Linked DNA regions of Mus musculus: regions 1, 2, 4, 5, 6 and 7 are each linked to region 3. A link is a contact called in public Hi-C and promoter capture Hi-C data. All regions are on one chromosome and are shown on one strand. Each heading gives the region's core, a stretch centred on a gene start, on an enhancer-like site or on the middle of the called end of the contact. The rest is flanking DNA. Distances are from core to core; before and after follow the strand shown.

The links. Promoter capture Hi-C pulls out the DNA fragments that hold promoters and counts their contacts. A called contact is a pair of places that touch in the nucleus more often than the background predicts.
Region 1: a promoter capture Hi-C map of pre-B cells shows a contact between it and region 3, with 2.9 times the contacts expected there. The contact joins the promoter of Chst11 here to the promoter of Tle2 in region 3.
Region 2: a contact with region 3 is called in a promoter capture Hi-C map of pre-B cells, with 5 times the contacts expected there. The contact joins the promoter of Washc4 here to the promoter of Tle2 in region 3. A contact is called at or near these places in 2 of 39 promoter capture datasets (liver and pre-B cells) and 1 of 115 datasets of contacts at active chromatin or transcription factors (astrocytes).
Region 4: a promoter capture Hi-C map of liver shows a contact between it and region 3, with 3 times the contacts expected there. The contact joins the promoter of Gamt here to the promoter of Tle2 in region 3.
Region 5: a contact with region 3 is called in a Hi-C map of B cells, with 15 read pairs. The contact joins the promoter of Tdg here to the promoter of Tle2 in region 3. A contact is called at or near these places in 5 of 39 promoter capture datasets (the C10 cell line, cranial neural crest, hippocampal neurons and 2 more), 2 of 484 Hi-C or Micro-C datasets (both in B cells) and 4 of 115 datasets of contacts at active chromatin or transcription factors (astrocytes, embryonic forebrain, embryonic stem cells and 1 more).
Region 6: a promoter capture Hi-C map of liver shows a contact between it and region 3, with 3 times the contacts expected there. The contact joins the promoter of 1700028I16Rik here to the promoter of Tle2 in region 3. A contact is called at or near these places in 4 of 39 promoter capture datasets (the C10 cell line, hippocampal neurons, liver and 1 more) and 1 of 9 other capture datasets (adipose tissue).
Region 7: a contact with region 3 is called in a promoter capture Hi-C map of liver, with 4 times the contacts expected there. The contact joins the promoter of Nfyb here to the promoter of Tle2 in region 3. A contact is called at or near these places in 4 of 39 promoter capture datasets (hippocampal neurons, liver and pre-B cells) and 3 of 115 datasets of contacts at active chromatin or transcription factors (bone marrow-derived macrophages, embryonic forebrain and stem cell-derived neural progenitor cells).

Annotation. Positions count from the first base shown.
Region 1 is chr10:82,984,174-82,986,873 of GRCm38.p6, reverse strand. It overlaps Chst11 (carbohydrate sulfotransferase 11), which reads right to left and starts at 1,377. Exons shown (of 3, transcript NM_021439.2): 1 at 892-1,377. The coding sequence starts at 1,009.
Region 2 is chr10:83,542,552-83,545,251 of GRCm38.p6, reverse strand. It overlaps Washc4 (WASH complex subunit 4), which reads right to left and starts at 1,311. Exons shown (of 33, transcript NM_001033375.2): 1 at 1,150-1,311. The coding sequence starts at 1,210.
Region 3 is chr10:81,573,974-81,576,673 of GRCm38.p6, reverse strand. It overlaps Tle2 (transducin-like enhancer of split 2), which reads right to left and starts at 1,387. Exons shown (of 21, transcript NM_019725.2): 1 at 983-1,387; 2 at 772-869; 3 at 375-438; 4 at 32-145. The coding sequence starts at 1,006.
Region 4 is chr10:80,259,694-80,262,393 of GRCm38.p6, reverse strand. It overlaps Gamt (guanidinoacetate methyltransferase), which reads left to right and starts at 1,382. Exons shown (of 6, transcript NM_010255.4): 1 at 1,382-1,673; 2 at 2,481-2,626. The coding sequence starts at 1,493. It also overlaps a transcript of Dazap1 not described here.
Region 5 is chr10:82,628,526-82,631,225 of GRCm38.p6, reverse strand. It overlaps Tdg (thymine DNA glycosylase), which reads right to left and starts at 1,388. Exons shown (of 10, transcript NM_172552.4): 1 at 1,188-1,388. The coding sequence starts at 1,210.
Region 6 is chr10:82,810,662-82,813,404 of GRCm38.p6, reverse strand. 1700028I16Rik (RIKEN cDNA 1700028I16 gene) reads right to left here and starts at 1,282. Exons shown (of 3, transcript NR_038042.1): 1 at 1,046-1,282.
Region 7 is chr10:82,762,783-82,765,559 of GRCm38.p6, reverse strand. It overlaps Nfyb (nuclear transcription factor-Y beta), which reads left to right and starts at 1,419. Exons shown (of 8, transcript NM_010914.2): 1 at 1,419-1,556. It also overlaps a transcript of Hcfc2 not described here.

The sequences.
Region 1 (2,700 bases), core at 128-2,627, 1.4 Mb before region 3:
CCCGGGATGAGGGGTGCCTAGGCCCTGCCTATCCTGATAGGAGACTTGGTATTTAGCCTAAGCCAGAGAAGACGTGAGGAAGGATTCGTTCCTGTGCTGCAGAAGTCTCTAAATGCTCAGAACCCAAGAAGAAGGGATGAAACTGCACAAAGTATCTCCAAGAGCTTTGATGGTCAAAGTGCAGCCCAAAGGCTCTGGAGTTCCTAGCTGGGGGGTCTGGGGCCAGGAGATGGTAGACCAGGCCCAGGAGCAACAGCTGCAAAGTCACCACCGTGCTGGACCCTGGGGTGTTTTCGCAAAATATCTCCCCCGATGGAGAGAAGAGCAGGGAACCTACCCACTCTGTCCCCACACCTGCTCTGCTGCTGAGCTTGGAACACGTGGTAGCTGGGCTTGGGGCTTCCCAGGCGGCTGCAGGGACTCACTACCCAGCCGGGGCGTGCACCACTCGCCCGGGGGTCCCCAACCAGGAAGAGGCAGCGCTGCCTGGCGCAGAACAGCCGGCTGCCAGCGCCTGCTTCACCTCAGCCCTCAGCAGCAACCCGGACAGAGTTTTGTAGTCTTCCCATCAACCCGGGCAGCTTCCAACAAGCCCTACCTTTCTATGCCACCTAGCCAATAGACAAGACACAAAGAAAAAAAGAAAAGAAAAGAAAAGAAAAAGGAGGCAACAACACGCGCCGCTGTCTCTCCTTGCAGTCTCAACCTCTAGCCTGGAGATGGGAGGAAGAGGAAGCGCACCTTCTCTTCCCATCCCAACTCCGTGACCCGCGGATCCCGGCAGTAAAGAGCCCCGAAGAGGCCGAAGGGAAGAGGTGAGGTTGGAAGAAGCAGAAAGCAGAGCGAGAGAGGAGAAAATATCCAACAAAACCACGCTAACGCGCCCCCTACCTGGGTGCAACATACTTTGGAAATAGAAGATGACCAAGATAAAGGATCCGAAGCAAGTGGCCAGCACCATCCGGCAAATTCTGTTCATCCTCATCACTTCCAGCAGCGCCGGCTTCATGGCTTTGTCCTGGCCGCGGGGACCCGGCTGTCCGGGAGGCGCGTCCCGAGCGCAGAAGCGGGGACCCCGCCGCGGGGGTACCAGCACCGGGGAGGCTCAGAACAGAGCTGGCTGGGCTCCGGAGCTGGCTCCCGCTAGCTTCACCGAGGCTCTCCGAGGCCCCGACTCTGGTCTAGAGGGTGAAAGGCGCAGGAGTTGGTGTGCAAGTGTGAGGATGCGTGGCTCCGGCCGCGCGCTCCTGCCGGTCCGCCTCGCCTCTGCTCGATGCTCCGCCGCCTCCTCTGCTGGCGCCTGCGGCCGCCGCTGCCTCCTCACGGGCCGGGCGACCGGGATGCGAGAAGGAAGGTGCCGCCGCCGCCGTGCACTGGCCTCTGTGACTGTCCAGGCCCCCCTCCCTCCCTCCCTCGCCAAAAGCTACTTCATTGCGCTCCAGTGATCTATATATTCCAGGGCTGGGTTTTACCAAACGCAACTCGCAGCCCCCGGCGAGGGGAGGGCGCCGGCGAGCGGGGAGGGCGGGGCCGCGCCGGGGCGGAGCGTCGCCTCCCCCCGCCCCTACCCGAGACGTGGTCGCGTCCAGCTGTTTCCCGGGGAGTCCGGAGTGCGCAGCACGCTCCCGCAGGGTCCCAAAAGCCCTCAGTCCCTGGGCGGAGCTGGGCCGCTGTCTCGAGGTTGCGTGAACGTTTCCATGACACAACCGGGATGGGGGAAAACCATGAATAAGATGCTGTAGTGCTGCCACCCGTTCTCCGGTGTGGCGAGAAGCAGGTTAGGTGACAGAGGCAAACAGGAGCCCTGCTGACACGCGACCATTTACAATCCCTGGGCGGTTTAGCAGGGGAAGTTGCCCCACGCTCCCCTAAGAGCGGATGCCCTTCTCATACTGATCAAAAACTGGGCAGTTCCGTTTTTCTTTCAAAGGACAGCTCAGCTTGAGGGCTGCTTTTGCAAAGAGGTTAAAGAGAGCGGACTTAAAGTCAAGGTTAGGGAAACTGTTCCGGCATCCCAGGATCTGGTGACTGCCGCTGCTAGCCTTTCTGACACGTGCCCTCACCCGCACCCCTCGGGGCAAAGCGGGTTTGTAGCTTTTAAAACTGTTTCACCAAAAGGTACAGCTTTCTGTAATTTATTCGAAGTGTATGAGAATCAGTCGGACGGATGTGAAAAGACGCCCCTAAAAGTCCAACAAAGTGTTGGGAGTGGAGGCTGGGAGGGGGAGATCCAAGCCAGCTTAGCCTTGGCAGGTAGAGAGAAAGATGGCGCTGCTTACCTGCATTGTGTAAAATGTTGTTAAATGCTCAGCTCCATGCATTTGGGTGGCCAAGGATCAATAAGGTGGACGCGGGTCAATGATAAGGAGATCACTTTTATGCCAGGAAAGCAGGGTTATTGTAAAGCCTGACCTTTCTACTTTACCATTAAATGCATTTACAGAATGCTGGATTCCATAAGACATTGTACCTTTGAATGTGTCTCTTCACAGGGGCACTGATAAATTCTTGTCGAATCTGAATGTAATGGGCCTTATCCTCCCCTCACATTTGACAGACTCACAAGTTGCTTTCTGATACATGTATCCAGAAACGCCTCCAAACCTCCTCTTCCTTCTCCTGAAGTTTTCCCTTCAGCAGAGAAAGTCCGCAGGCTTCCTGTGATTCAGACAAGAGTCAATTACAGGGAGATATTTATGT
Region 2 (2,700 bases), core at 62-2,561, 2.0 Mb before region 3:
CATGGTTTTTATATTGTGTCCTCACCCACGTCCTGTTTCCACTCCTTTCCCCAGTCCTGAGCATCTAAAAAACTGATTATGTCTAAATAACTGATCATTCATTCCACTTAAAGCTGAAACCCAGTATACCTTCATTCCAACTTTGGTTAGATTAAACTAAAGTAGGGACCTCAGCGCACAATGGGGGGGGGGGGGGGGAGGAGAAGGGGTGGTTACTATCCTTCCATCTAGATTTTTCTTTATGCTGACTAAGACCAATATCTTAAGATCTGCCCAGCACCCTGAACATAGTTCAACTAGATGTAAAGGCAAAACACAGTTACATAGGAATCTGTACATGGTCTAGTATCTCTGTAAAATAATTCATAATGCAGCTGTACTTTATTTTTAAAGGCATTCCTACTTTTGGGAAAGGTATGCATTTAAAAATTTCTTGGGCAACTCGCCCCAATATATCTTCTATCACACAGAAAAAACAAACAAACAAACAAACAAACAAATCAACCTCCAGAGTGTCTCTAATTAGTTTGGGTTGTCCATTTATGCTGAAACAAACTATGAGGCTTTTGGGGTTGGAAGTGATTTTAAACATAAACTTGGACTTGACGTCATGAGGCAACTGCGAAGCAGATCTGATTTTTTAAAAAGTTAAAATAGATTTAAAAACCTTTTCAGCTATTTAAAAATCAATAAAGGGCCGAGAAGGAATAAGATATTCCTATGTTGGTTGATTTTTTTTTTAAGGCCAGAAAGAGCTGTTTTTAGCTGTCTCTGTGGTTCTAAGAACGTGAATCCAAACTTCAAAAGTTGGCTTGAGAAGCAAAGAAAAACAGGAAACCGAAACGGGAACCCAGACTCTTCTAGAACTGAAGGCTGAGCATCTGGGGCAAACCCTGGGACGGGATGGACAACCCGGGAGGATGGCCTCGCGCGGGGCTCCCCAGCGATGGCACCGCTGGCCCGTCACCGATTCCGGGAGGGACGCAGGGTGCGAGTGCACGGCCAGACGCGACCACACGGTCACGCAGAGCGCCCCAGTCCCACCCAGCGGGAGGGTCCCGAGAGGGCGGCTGCGCAGCGCGGCGCCGCACCGCGCCGCCCTCCGTCCGCAGCGCCGCCCGGCCCGCCTCGCCCGATGCCGGGGCTTACTCTGAGAGCCGTCGTCCACGCGGTCGAAGTCCCAGTCGGGCGACAGAGTGTCCACGGCCATCGCCGCGGAACCTCCCACAGACACAGCCCCGAGCAGCCACAGCCGCGACGCGGGCCTCACCCCAGCCGCTGTCACGGCACGTGACTTCCGGCTTCGGCCCCGCCCCCGCACGCCAGAGCCAGTGGACTCTCGGCCCTGCGGACCGCGGGAGCCGCTGGGAAAGCGAGTCGACCGCCTGCTCCCGGCGCGGCCGCCATAGTGATGGCTGCCGTTGGCATCCTGCATCCTTTCCTGGTCTCGCTGCCGTTCACGACTGTTCTCAGGGCACATTCCGTTCCTCGAGGCTCTTTTTTTTTTATATCCTAGGGGATTACTCCCTCAGTCTAACCTGGAAAGAATGGAAATAACCGGGTGGGGCCCAACGCAAGACCCGGTCCTTCACCTGGACACTGCCCGAGCCCTTGGACCAAGATGCCTGTCTCACCAGCTCCCTTTCTGTCTTTACCCTCGCGATTCCTTGATCCCCTTGCACTTCCTGTGCAGATTATTTGTTGAGAAAAGACCTGTGTGTGTAAAAAAGTAATGACTTTAAGAACGCCACCAAGCAATCTCACTACTGGGTTTGCTTTACATAGATCACTATTCTTTCTTTCCTTGCTTTTAAGAAGGTGGGGTGGGAACTGTGTTACCCTGAGTTCTACATCTATCCTAACGTTTACACAAAACGCTTTCTATCAGGGCAGTTTTTAGTATGTACTTCTACGAAGCAGTCTAAATAGCATCAAAAAAAAAATCATAATGTAAAATTTAAGACATCCATACTCTGAACTCCTAGAAAGCTACAAAATGAAATAGGTCTCAAATGGCATTAAAGAAAAAAAAGAAAAAAAAAAAAAGGAGAGGAGTCGATTTTAGAACAATGCATATTTGCTGTAACATCTACAATCGACGTAAACGTTTATTTATGCTCATGTGTTTGCAAATGCATAGGAAGAATTCAAATCTCATTAAAGAAGACTGGATTACTTGAAAACGGGTAGGTGCTCATTAATACAAAGTGGCTCTTAAATTTTTCTTGTGTCTATTAGCTGAGTCTTTTTCAAGCAGAGTTTTAAAGTTATTTGCATTATATAAAGTACCACAAATCAATATAGAATGTTCTCTTGAAGAGCATGTTCTGAGATGCTAAGGTTTGGGCTTGGTTTTATTTTGAGACAAGATCTCATTATCGTAGCTGAGAGTCCCTGCTGCTCCTGGGCCTGTGACAAGGCTATGGAGGGAAACCTCTACAGATCTGAGCCACAAATGAACATCTTTACTTTGTAAAGTGCTTTCCTAAGTGCTGGGAATACAGGCATGTGTCACCATGCCTGGCATTGCAAAGAAATTAGAAAATGCTTTTTTTTTCTAACAAAAGTGTTTGTTACAGTGACAGCTGACAAACACATGTGGACTTAGTGTGTCTCTGGCTTCAGGGTGGCCTATTGGAATTTTCAGTTTCTGTAGCATGCAGTTCTGGCAGCCTTCTTTAGGTTCCATATGGTAGCTGT
Region 3 (2,700 bases), core at 138-2,637:
CCCCGCAGACACCCGTACCCCACATGGTCACCTGTTTATGCATCTCAATGTTGAGTCCGTAGGACATCTCGTAGTACTGCAAAGGAGACAGTCTTGGCCAGTGTGGATAGCTGGTGCCACCCTGGGGACACTGATGGGGTGCAGCCTCGAGGGGGTGGTACGAGTATCAGGGCAAGACACAAACACCCTGAGCCCCATGGAGACCCAGACAGGGAACCCACAAGATGGATCACGGATGGGCTCAGAGAGATAGGACAATCAGGTAGTCCCCCAAATTGGAGGGGGGGGGAGACCCACAGAACAGTGCCTGGTATCCCAGCCTGCCCTTTTTAGGGAGAACACGGAAGTGGGCAGAATGGGCAGGTACTCCTTACCATCACATAATGCCTTTGCATTTCTGTCTTCTCGCTGGCCAGCTTCTCACATTCTAGCTTGAGGCTGGGCAGGAAGAATAGACAAAAATGGGGGTTGACTTGCCACACCCCACATGGGTCAGTTTCCACAGTGACAGGCAGAAGCTGCTGGCTCCCCATTCCTTTAGAAACTGTTCCCAGTCCTCTCGAGCCCAGATCTACTCCTGGGACCAAAACATTCTCAGGGAAGGCTTTCCCTGAATCCATTCATCTCACACTCTTCTGGGCACCACCTCCACCAGAAAGCCCTCCAGTAGGCCCAATGAGCCCCGCCCCTTGCCCTAGAAACCACGCCCCTCCAAGAGTCCCCGCTCACCCCCATGGGGCTTCCCAGGGCCCAGAACTAGGGCTCCCTCACCTGTGGTACTGAGCTTGAAGAAACTGGAATTCCTCTTTGATCCGGTCACAGATTTCCAGTACTGAGAACTTGAAAGGCTGGCCAGACTGCAGCGGGGTCTGAGGGGGAGAGTGGGAAAGGACACTAGGGTGAGTTCCAGGGCAACAGCAGGCAGGAGTCCCCTCCCTGGTCCCCACCTCCTGCAGCCAGAGATGGGAGTCTCCGTACTCACCGGGTGCCTTCCCTGAGGGTACATCCTGCTGATGGATGGGTGAGAGAATGGACCCCCCCAGCTTCTTGGAGGCTTGAGGATGTGGCAAAGGGACGCTGAGGTGCAGAGGTGGCGCTGGGGAGAGAATTGGGTGCGGGGAGGAGCAGGCAGTAGAATTTGGGGTGCTAAGCTAGAGCTGGGGTGCAAGGAGACTGAGCCTGGAAAAGCTAGGAGAGAAGCCGGAGCTGGGGGAGGGATTTTTACGCAAAGAAAGAGCAGCCAGGGAGAGCCTGTCGGGGCAGGGGACCAGGACCCCGCGCTGCGCCCCCCCTCCAGCCAGCGCGTCCGGGGTTGTACAACCCAGGGGCAGCTGCAGTCAGCGCCGCAGGTCTGTGGCCGCCGCCCGGGGTCGGCGCTGGTGGCCTCAGTGGCTGCGGAGCCGCCTCCCTCCGCGGGGCTCGGCTGGGAGCCGCGGGCGGGACCCGCCTTAAGGTGGCACCGCCGCCCCCGCCTGCTCTGCTTCTTCGGTTCCAAGACCCGCTGGGGAAACTGAGGCTTGGGTTCGATCCTAGTGTTCCCGCCCCACCCCCACTCAAAAAAAAAAAAAAAACCGGGGGGAGAGAAATTAGGCAAAAAAAAAAAAAAAATCTCTGTGCGCGCGCCTCTGGAGCCGTGGGGGCTGCAAGTGGCTTCTCTGGGACAGCGACACTATGCCCTTATGAAGGATAAACATCCCCAAGATCGAAAGAGAGAGAGATACACACCTGTCCCAGGAAGAGCAGACCCAGGCTATGCTTGTCAACCAATGCTGCCCCACTCTGGAGAGATCCAGGACAGAGCCCAGGGCAGCTTGGTCAGGCTCAGAGCCCACTACAGACTTGCATGCTAGTGCCACCACCAGCCAACTGGGTGGCCTCCTCTATCCAGATTGGGCTCCTAAAGGACCAGACTCTTTAAACTTAGTGCATAGAACTCTTGTGTATCTTGAACCGGAACACTAGAAAATCTTCTGCAGGGGCTTCACCACTGACCCCGCCCCCAGACCTTCACTGGGAGATTCTAGGCAGCAGCTCTACCTCTGACCACACCCCCAGCCCTTCACCGAGGGATTCTAGGCAGAAGTCACCCATGACCACGCCCCCAGCCCCTCACTAGGGATTAGAGACTCCACTCTTGACCACGCCCCCAGCCCCCTTTTACTTTTGGAGGCAAGGCCTTGCTAAGTTGCCCCTGCAAAGCTTGAGCTTGGAATTCTCAGTCCCTGTAGTAGCTGGGACAACAGGCCTCTGTGTGCCATCAGGCCACCTCCTACATCCCATCAAGTTTAAGGGTGTCCCCCAGAGCTGAGAAGCCACCTGTCACCATGGAAACCCCCTTCCCCCCAGGAATCATCCTTTGTTTCCAACTCTGGCAGGACTAGACCTCAGAAGAGGAAGGAGGGGACCCACACCTTCAATCCCAGCACTTGAAATGCAGAGGCAGGCAGATCTCTCTGAGTTTCAGGACAGCTTGGTCTACTGTGGTGGTTTGACCATGCTTGGCCCAGGGAGTAGCACTATTTGGAGGTGTGGCCTTGTTGGAGTAGGTGTAGTCTTGTTGGAGGAAGTATGCCACTCTGGGAGTGGGCTTTGAAGCTCTGCCAAGTGCCTTAGTCAGACTTCTTCTAGGGGCCTTCAGAAGAAGACACAGAACTCTCTGCTCCTCCTGTACCATGCCTGCCTGGAGGCCTTCATGCACCT
Region 4 (2,700 bases), core at 133-2,632, 1.3 Mb after region 3:
TTCAGAGGTAGAATCAGGCAGAAATCTGTGAGTTCGCGGCCAACTTGTTCTCAATAGCAAGCTCCAGGCCAGTCAGGAGCTCCTGTCTCTAAATAAACGGATAAATAGAAATAAAAAAATCAACTTGGGCCGGGCCTGGTGGCGCACGCCTTTAATCCCGGCACTGGGGAGGCAGAGGCAGGTGGAGTTCTGAGTTCGAGGCCAGCCTGGTCTACAGCGTGAGTTCCAGGACAGCCAGGGCTACACAGAGAAACCCTATCTCGAAAAACCTAAAAAAAAAAAAAAAAAAGAATCAACTTAGAGGAGCATCGTGGACGACACGCTGAGATCAGGAAGTTTCACAGCCTCTTCAAACAGTAAATCCAGTACCCTTGCGAGCCAGCCAGGCAAATGCAGAAAGTCAAGCCTCATTCCAAATGTGGTGCCAGGGAGCTTGCCCCGCCCCTCCAGAAGCCACAACAGTGCACGTGCCAGCATATGGTACTCTCCATGGCACTGGGACCACTGGTAGTCTCTAAACGTCCCTCCTTGCACCGCAGGCACTTCACCCCTCATGGCTCCAACTTCCTGCCTAGATAACTTGGCCCCGCCCAGGTCCGCAGGCTCCGCCCCATTCATAGTAAAAGGATGGACTCAGCTGGACTCCACAATTACCCTATCCTCAGGCCCCGCCTCCTTGGCGCCAGCCTCAGCTCTAGCGGAAAGCTAGGCCCCGGATCCTGTTTTGCCTCTACCAGGCTGGGCCCCACCCGTGAAAGAAGACTAGGCTTCGCCAGTAGCAGAACGCTTGGATTTCATCCTATCCCATAAACACCTACCCCATGGCTCTGTCCTCATCCGTAGCAGAAGGCTGGACACCACGGTCTCAGCCGGCTGGCCCCGTTCCTTAGTTTCGTCTCTCATACTTAGCAGAATGGTGACCCCACCCCATTGCTCCGGCCCCGCCCCTAGCAGAAGGCTGGACTCTGTCCTACCATACAGGCTCCATCCTGTATGGCTCCTGCCTGCATTCCTCATAGAAGTCTGGATTCTGTCCCAACCCACAGCTCTGGCCCCATCCATAGCAAAAGATTGGACTCCTCCCCAGCCCACCAGTGCAGGACCTATCCCATTCCGTAGATCCGCCCCTCAGAACTTTACTTTGGGCTCCAGCGAGTAGCCCCGACCGTGAGCACGCTCCACCCTGTCCCTCAGCTCCATCCACCCAGGCCCAGCCCAGTGCCAGGCTGGACCCCCTCCCAGAGCAAGGGCCAACCCTCTTCTAATGACTGGACCCACCCTAGCCCAGAAAAGCCCCGCCCCAGCGAGTAGGCCCCGCCCACACGGCTCAGCCACGGAGTTCTTTAGGGCGCATAGGCCCCGCCCCCGCCTCAGGCTCCCACCCACTTGAGTGCAAGGCTAATCTCTGTGCAGAGGCACCGCCCCACTCCGCCTCCACCGGCCCCGCGGCTCCGCAGCCCTGCGCTCCCGGCCTGGTTTGCACAGCCTCACCATGAGCTCTTCTGCAGCTAGCCCGCTCTTCGCGCCCGGCGAGGACTGCGGCCCCGCGTGGCGCGCGGCCCCCGCGGCCTATGACGCGTCTGACACGCACCTGCAAATCCTGGGCAAGCCAGTGATGGAGCGTTGGGAGACCCCCTATATGCATGCGCTAGCGGCGGCTGCTGCCTCCAGAGGTACTCTGCCAGAGGAAACTGAGGCTGCAGCTTAAAAGAGCAGGAGCTCCCATGCATGTTGCAAGTCTCAGTTTCCTTGCCTGAGGCACTGAGCTGCCTTGGGGCTACCTTGGTCGGGAAGGGAAGGGTATTTGCAAAAAGTGGACGCAGGAAAGAGGTCCCGGCTCCGAACTGGAACTTCCTCTCCCAGGGAAGATTTCTACTTCCCGGGGCTGGGTCTTCGGACCACAGTCGAGTGGAACTTAATAGAAAGAGCGAGAAAGAGCAGAGGGGCGTGAGGCTTGTGCTTGTCGGGAACCTCCGAGTCTCCAGGGGCTGTTGCTAAGAATAGCTTGGGAAAACTGAGCAGAGAGGCAGCTGTCCCGGTGCTGTGGCCCTGAACTTCTGTACAAGGGGTGGTGTCTGAGGCACCCCAGCTTCAAACAGGGCAGATGGGCAGTGAGTGAGTGGACTTCAAAGTTCACCCAAGGCAAATGAGGACTTGGTATTAGGTGCAGAATGAAACGTGGAGGGGCTGCAGGTGTAGAGCCTCCAAGCCAGGCTTGGCCCTTTCTCACAGATTAGAGCACAAATCGCGTGGGCAGGGGCTCAGAGTCCAGGGATCCCTGGGGCCAGGCCCTGGGCTCCCAGGCTAGCCGCTCTGATTGGCAGCTGGCCCGAGCCCACACTCTGCTGTTACTTTGTTCTGTCCACCCACATGGTCCTGCTGGCTGGCTGGCTGGCTGGCCTTGAGGCAAGTGTGAGCCAGGCCTCACATCTAAGTCCCCCTCCCCCACCCAAACCAGCTGTCATGTTTTGTCCTCCTAGGGGGCCGGGTCTTGGAAGTGGGCTTCGGTATGGCCATTGCAGCCTCCAGGGTGCAACAGGCCCCCATAGAGGAACACTGGATTATTGAGTGCAATGATGGGGTCTTCCAGCGTCTACAAGACTGGGCCCTGCGGCAGCCACATAAGGTACCTTCTGCCGCTGGGGTGCAGACTGGGAGTAACCCTCAGGGCTGGGAGATCATGGGGTCCCATGTGACCCT
Region 5 (2,700 bases), core at 139-2,638, 1.1 Mb before region 3:
ACAGAGTGAAGCCAAGGGTAGCCAAGGCAACACAGCAAGACCTTTCAAAATAACGAGTAAGAAGATGGCTGAGGGACATGACTCAGTGGTAAGCTTGCTTAGCACACTGGAGGCTCTGGGCTCAATCCCCAACCACACACTCCCAAATAATAATAAAAATCTGGGTTCATTTTTAAATCATTTCAGTAGTATGACATCAAGGTCTTACACACACACACTATTTAGTCTTGGGTTAGAGAGAGAGAGAGACAGACCACACACACGTACACACACATGTAATATTGTGCCTCTTTTTGTTAATGATTCACTATTGCATCCATTCAGCATGTATTTATGTAGACTCCAGTTCAACCTATCAGTTCTACAAACCCCTCTGAAAGTTGGGCCGGCATATTTCCCACTTTCACCAGCAGGTCCCTGGCACCCTGTAGTTGGTAAAGGCTTTAAGATAGGTCTACCTGTCCTGTGAGTAGAGGCCCTTCTGCAGTGTCCCTTGGATCTTTGAGTGGTAAACCAGACTTTCATTTCAACTCCCATGGACTGCCATCAGCCCCCGTCAATCTGCTCAAAGATGTACCATAATACAGCCGTCGAGTGGGAAGGCGGGCTGAAGACAGAATCTCTTGCCTAAGTTCAATGTCCATTTGCCACTTAGAGGCAAGCTAATTCTTCGCCAGGCAGGGCTAATACCTAAATCTCCATTCCTTTTACCTGCGAAGACCTTGCCATTTTGTTTTTCTTAGCTTTCTGCGAAGAGTCTAAATCCCCAAACCTATACTTTGTCAGGCCCGCCCTGACATCCCCATTACCACTAAGGGACAATTTTAAAGACCATCCCAGAATGAAAGACATCTACAGATTGACTTCTTAGCGTGTTATACACACTCCACAGCAATAGTATCTATCCCGCGAGGATGAGAAGGACCCCGCAGCAACCGCGGCCACAGGGTACCCGCTTCGCCTTTACAGTCCACGGTGACGGAGGGTGAAGAACCGCGCGGGCGGAGGCTGCGGCCGGGCACACACCACCTTTTAAAGCTCGCGGGTACGGGAGGCAGAGGACGTGCGCGGACCTGGGAGGGGGGGGGGACGTGTGGGGAGCGGGGAGGTCCCCACTGCGCACGCGCAAGCCGGCCTTTGTGCGGGCCGCGGCCCTGACCGACCCCAGCCGCGAGCGCCCGCGTTACCTGCGCGCGGCCTCTGCGTCCATGGCGGCGCCGCCGAGGGTACGGCCACTCCTGCCGAGCCCACGGGCGCCCGCTCTGCCGCTCAGCGCGCGGACTCACCACAGGATCGGGGCGGCCGGTGGATGGACGGCGCTGGCCTCGGCCCCTCCCACGCTGCTACATCACCGCGGCGAGTCCCCAGCGCACTTCCGTCCCCCTCCGAGGAGGCCGGCGGCCTCGCCATCACGTGATGCTGGCCAGGCCAATGGCGTGTCCTTTTCGGGGCGCCCCGACCGCCGCTTAGCCTTTCGGGAAACGTGGATCTCGGCGAGGATGGGGAGCGCCCGGCTGACGTCAGCTTTTGTGGGCTCTAAGTTTCCTTGAAGGTGTGGGTTAAGGGTGATGGCCTTTAGGATGTATTATGCGTGGTGGCAAATTCATGTCTTTTCACCTCAAATTTTGTGCGGATTAAAAGCTACCTGACTTGGGGCTCACAGAGCCTGAGCTACCAACCAGGGAGCTTTCAGGAGCTGGACCTAGACCCCTCTACACGTTTGTAGCAAATGTGAAGCTTGGTGTCCGTGTGAGTCCCCTACAAGTGGAACAGGGGCTGTCTAGGTCTCTGTTCCTTGCCAGTGGACCCAGCGCGGACTGGGGGAAGAGGACTGCGTGTTTCCTCAGTGGGAAAGGATGTGCCTACACTTGCTGAGATTAGATGTACCAGAGTCTTACCCAAGTGGGGCTTCCTCTTCTCTGAGAAGAGAAGGGGGCAGGATTTGTAAGCGTGGGACTGGGTGGGGGTGGGGCTGTGAACGGGACGTAAAGTTAATTAAATTAAAATGAAAACAACCACCCCCTCCCCCGCAACTATGTGTCTTGGCTGGGCGACCCAGCATTTGCATAGACAGTGGCAGGCAGAACTAAGTTCGAGGCTGGCCTGGTTTATAGAGCGAGTTTCAGGACAGGCAATACTACACAGAGAAACTCCGTCGTGAAAAACTAAAATGATAATTATAATAATGATAAATAAATATTGTGCCTTACACAAAACAACATTCTTTCTTTTCAATTGTCTTTCTTGTCAATTCCTGTGATGAGGAGTAGGGCTGATTGGAACTGGAAAACCTAAGATTGGAAGCCACCAATGTTTGGGCCTCAGTTTACTAATCTGTAAGGGGAAGCTCTTGGTAGATTACAAAGATTTCCATAAACAGTTGTCTACGTTGGAGATGGACAAACACTCGCCTAGATGCTAGATGCATCTCTGCTTTAGAACCTTAGACAGCAATCTCACCTCGATTTCTCGGAGGTTCTTTTGGTTTTTGAGATAATTACAAAACTGTGTACCCCTGACTTGGCTTAGAGCTTTGCAGCTGTAGTCCAGGCTGGCCTCAACCTGAGGCAAGTCTCCTGTTCACTCTCTTGCATACTGACTGGGATTACAGGGCATGTATCACCATACTTGACTTTCGGAGGTTCTAAGAGTTTGTTTGTTTTTTTTTTTTAGATTTATTTATTTATTTATTTATTTATG
Region 6 (2,743 bases), core at 33-2,532, 1.2 Mb before region 3:
CACTCGGGAGGCAGAGGCAGGCAGATTTCTGAGTTCGAGGCCAGCCTGGTCTACAGAGTGAGTTCCAGGACAGCCACAGCTACACAGAGAAACCCTGTCTCGAAAAACCAAAATAAATAAATACCCCCCCCAAAAAAACAAACAAAAACTAGTTAAGAGGGCTAGAGAGATGGCTCGGTGGTTAAGAGCACTGACTGCTTTTCCAGAGGTTCTGTGTTCAATTCCCAGTAACTACATAGTGGTTTACAACCATCTGTAATGGGATCTGATGCCCTCTTCTGGTGTATCTGAAGACAGCTACAGTGTACTCATATACATAAAATAAATAAATCTTAAAAAACAACAAAAAGCAAACAAACAAACAAAAAAAAAAAACCACCTAGTAAGAGTAGGTGCCTCACAGAAATCGATTTAGAACACATCTCCAACTCCCTCGTGATAAGTGAGAAGAAACTGAAGCGATGGCCACAGGAGCTATCCACCCTTCACGCGGGTACTGTCCTATCCCTCCGAAGACCTCCCCTTCCCCATCATAAGCGCTCTTCTAGGTCCTCTGCCTTCCTGTCCTTCCCTGGGGCTCCCTGACCTGGAATGCAGGGAAGGACCCTGCGCCAGACACCCTACCAACCTTCCCTCATCAGCTATGCATCCCACGTGGGGCGAGCCCCTATCTCACCATCTCGGCAGAAGCCAGGGTTCAGTGTTTTATTTCCCTTTGGGACCTATAAAGGATGTGGGGGAGGCCGTGTAACCAATGATCACAGCCAGAGACCTACAGCCCAATGGCATCGGCTTGGGTCCCAGCTCTGCCACTCTGGCCTGGGTAACTTGGGGAGTAACTTGGCTTATATTTCTACCTGTTTATAAAGTATCTTTTTAAACCCCCAAAAAACAGCCAGGCGTGGTGGCGCACGCCTTTAATCCCAGCACTCGGGAGGCAGAGGCAGGCAGATTTCTGAGTGAGCAAGTTTCCTAACTTCTTGGAGCGTCGGTTTCTTCACCTGTAAAATGGGGGTTACTTGAAACCATCGCGGGAGATGCTTACACGGGTCTGGGGCGGCGAGAGGTCGGGCGGGCGAGCTTGTGGAGCCACCAACGCCCTTGAGAACCTGCGGCTGAGGCAGGGCGGCCCGTTGGCGACCTGTGCCCCTCTCCGCTCCGGCCCAGCAGCCGACTCCTCGGAAGCTCCGGGAGGGCAGTGCCGGGCTGCTCGAGAGCAAGGAGGAGCGCGCTGCCGGGGCAGCGTGGACAGGCGCTGCTCGGCCGTACCTGACACACCCTCGCCGCTCCTGCCCTCCGCGCCTCCGGTCCCCCTCCTCCTTGCTCTCGAGCAGCCCGGCACGCGAGGGGGGTGGGGGGCGGTCCACGCGCGCGGGAGGAGGAGGAGGATGGCGAGCGGAGGGCGCGCGCCCCCTGCCGGCCAGGGAAGAGATAAGCGATGGGCCGCGCCAACAGAGCTAGCCTGAAGAGGGAGAGGAGGAGAGTATTGGGATGGAGATGGGAGTGAGGGTGGGGTGGGGGTGGGGGGGGTGAGGATGAGGATGGGAGTGGGCGAGGATGGGGATGGGTGTGGGAGAGGATGGGGGTTGGGAGCAGCTTGCTTTTCCGTGGATCTCATACACTTGTTTGTTTTCTTTGACTTTTTAAAAATGTGTAGGTAGCCCACAGGTGTCATGGTTAATGTCGAGGTCATATGGAGGTCAGAGGACAACTCAAGCCAGCCGGTAGTGGCACATCCAGGCCTTTAATCCCAGTACTAGAGGGAGGCAGAGGCAGGTGGGTCTCTGTAAATTCAAGCCAGCCTGGTCTACAGAGAGAAACCCTGTCTTGTAAAAACAAAACAGAAAACTCAGGGATCAGTTTTCTCCTTCCATCATGTGGGTCCTGGGGATCAAACTAAAACTCATCTCCTGAGGTTTGATGGCAAGCACCTTTATACTGAGCCGTGCCTCTGGATGCTTTTTACTAATATGTTTGTGGTTTTTGAGGTAGGGTCTTGTGTCTAACCAGGGCTCACCTGGAAACTTGCTAAACTGTTTGGTAACCGAGTTTTGCTTTAGTTCTTTAGTTTGGTTCTAAAGAACTTGGGACCACTCTGCTCCCACAGCCTTATCTGGCAATGGGTAGTGGGGTAATTTGCCATCCTGCCATGCTGCTTTTGAAAAATAAGCTGCCTTTTTTTTTAAGGTTTTATTTATTGAGACAGAGTTTATGTAGTGCCCAGGCTGACCTTAAATTAAGGAGCCTCTGTTTTTTGCCCCGTGTGTGCTATATGACATACACACACACACACACACACACACACACACACACACACATATATATATATATGTATACATATATATATATACAGATAGGCATGCACTGCTATGTTTACTCTTGATTTTATTCTTCCTTCCCCTGTGTGTGTATGTATGTGTGTGTGGGGTTACACATGTGTGCCTGAACACATGGGCAGATAGCATCTCGAACCTGTAAGAGTTTTCCTTGCATTGCTGAAACCCACCTACGTATCTAGTAAGGTCTTGATTTATGATTATCTAATCATAACCATGAGACTACAAAAATTCACATAGCAGCTTTTGCACTGGACCACGTTATTCCAGGCTAGCTGCGGTCTCTGGTCATAGTCAGTCATAGTGTCTCGTGCCCTTTGAGATGACAGTCGTGTTTTTGCGTTGACCACTAAGAACATTCTAGTCTCCCCTCTGACCTCTGACTCCTATGCCCACGCCTTGATCTG
Region 7 (2,777 bases), core at 170-2,669, 1.2 Mb before region 3:
GGCTACACAGAGACATCCTGCCTTGGAACAAACAAACAAACAAACAAACAAACAAAACCAAAACAAGAGAAGAAGGGAGAGGAAGAGGAGGGTGTCCTAGAATTTGGTAGATTCAGGTGGTGGTGCTCCTAACTCCTCTTGAAATAACCGAGAAAGACTCATTTGTTCTTGCTTCCTTATTTACCTGAGAAATATTTATTTATTCTAGACACAGCGGGATATCAATAAATAACATATTTCAATCTTTCTGTATACTTTATGCACATACTTATATGGAATATACACCCAAACACCTTTTTTTCTTTTTTTGAGATACAGTCCGATTATGTAGCCCAGGCTGGACGTGAACACACACACTAGGGAGCCCAAGATGGTCTGGAATTTCCAATCTTCCTGTTTGTGTCTCCCCAGTCATGGGTTTAAAAGGCATAAGCCACAACACCAGGGCCTTCTATAATTATTACTACTACAGTTTCTGTTTCTTCAGACAGGGTTTCTCTGTGTAGCCTTGGTGTACTGGAACTCACTCTGTAGACCAGGCTGGCCTTGAGATTTGCCTCCCTTGTCTTGGAATTAAAGGCGTGCACCTGCCTGACCCAGCCATACTATTATTTCTAAAGACAGGGTCTTAATGTATCTCTGGCTGACCTAGAACTTTCAGTCTTGCTTACTTATCCTTGTTAAGTCCTAGGACAATAATTTTCCATCTATCTGGGTGCAGGTATCCTGCAGTACTTTGCAGTGGCTGGCCATGCAGGACATTTTGGATCACCACCACAAGGGAGAATGGTAGCCAAGGGACATTTGATCCAGATTTCAGTGAGGCCGACAGGGAAGGCCTTAAATGCACAGAGGCCATGAGTTTTTGCAGCCCAGTGTTATCTGGTTGGGAAATGAGCACTTTAGGTAGTAAGCCAACTTGGTAGGGCAGACCTAACACCAGAACACAGCACCAGGGTACAGGGTGGAAGTCGGCTGGGACAGCCTACCTGTTAAACTTGGAGGAAGGGGATGGTGTGCTAAAATGAAAAACTAACATCTTTGTTCACTGTGACTTGAGAGGGAACGCTGTGTGCCTGAGGTGGCTTGGAGGGATACCTAGAAAACATTAGGTGCCTAAAGCATTCTGGAAAGTAGCTCAGGTGTAGATCCCCTCCGGGGCTGAACTCAGGCGGGCGAGACGCTGGTTAGTGGGGAAGGAGGAGCTGGAAGGAGAAAGAAGCCAGAGCAAGCCTTTCCGCGTGGAGCTCTGGATGAGAACGCCGGCCTCTCGGACGCCCTGAAGAGCGAACATCCAGAGCCCGCCCGCGCGCTTTTACGGACCGCGCGCCTTGCTCAGAGGCTCCGGGGCGGGGCCGGGGGCGGACCGGGGCGTGGCCTCGGGCGCGGGCGTCGCGGAGGGAGGGTGTCACGTAGAGGGAAGCGGCCCGCGGCGGAGGGAGGGGAGGCCGAGTCCTGGAAGTGGAGCTCCGCGCTGGGACTGGTTCCTTCGCAGCCATTTTCTGTCCAACCAAACAGCCGATTGGAGACGGGAGCCAACCAGGGCTGCATTGGAGGTTTGTGTCTCGCTTCGGCCAATGATCGCTCCTAAACCGACTCCACTTTAGCTCGAATGAAATGTCCGTCTCCTCCCGGCGCCGTCCCCGCCGCCAACGCCGCGGCGGTCGGGGGCACTCGCAGTCCGCAGTCTTCGGGCGGGCCGGGCCTCCGGGCGAGGCCGCTGTGCTTCGGGCCGGGCCGGGCCGGGCCGGGCGCGGGGCGGCGGGCGCTTTGTGCGCGGGGCCGCGAGCCGCGGTCGGGCTGGGCCGGGCGGCTGCGGGGCTCTCGCGGCGGCAGCCCCGGGCCGGCTCCATTTTGTCCGGGGAGCCGGCGGGCGGGGAACGCTGCGCCCCGGAGCGGCCGCTTTGTCTCCCGCATCCCGCCGGCGGCGGGCGTTGGGCACGGGCGGCGGGGGGATGCGCTCCGCGGGGCCGCCCGGGCACCTGCGAGCCGAGGCGGCGGGTCCCTGCGAGGAACGAGCGGCCTGGCGGGCCCCCGGCCCGCTCCGCGCCTACAGCATGCAGCCATCTGGCGCCTGGCTCGCCCCGGACTTGCCCCGAAGGTGGGAAGGGAGCCTTGGAGGTTGCACGGAGGTTTCAGTCACCCGTGCTGGGGGGGCGGGAGGGTCTGCGAGAACAAAGAATTTACGGAGCACCCGCAGATCCTTTCATGCCTAAAGTCTAGAAGAGGGCTGTTTGATGTAGACAAGGTTAGGTAGCAGACGACCTTTAAAAAAAATGGCATCCCGCTAATCTTCACAGACCCTAGTTTTTGTAGATGGTGCCACAAATCACCCGAGTGGCTTCAGCTCTCAGTAAGGAAACTAATCGGTAACAGAAAGTGATGGCTCAACTGGTCAGTAGTAGTGGCATTAATAAATAGGAGCTTTATGGATGAGATACTGAGAGTTTAACCAGAATTCCTTTAAAGGCAAATGATTCCTCCTCTGCACTGCTCTTTGTAGCTTAATTTAAGGATTCTATCGATGCAAAGCTGTGGTTGTCGATGCCAAAGAAAGGAGGTTGGAGGAAGGGAATCTGCTTTTCTTGGATACAGATTTGCATTTCTTCAAACACCAAGCAGATGTATGCATTCCCTTGAGCTATTACACAGATTATAACCTGCCCTGAAGAAAATGCTTTCCATATGAAGAGAGATATTCTTAATGGATTAAGTCTAAGTATATACTTAGCAACTATTTGGGTTGGTAAGGCTCTCCCCCGGTTCCCACTCTAAGC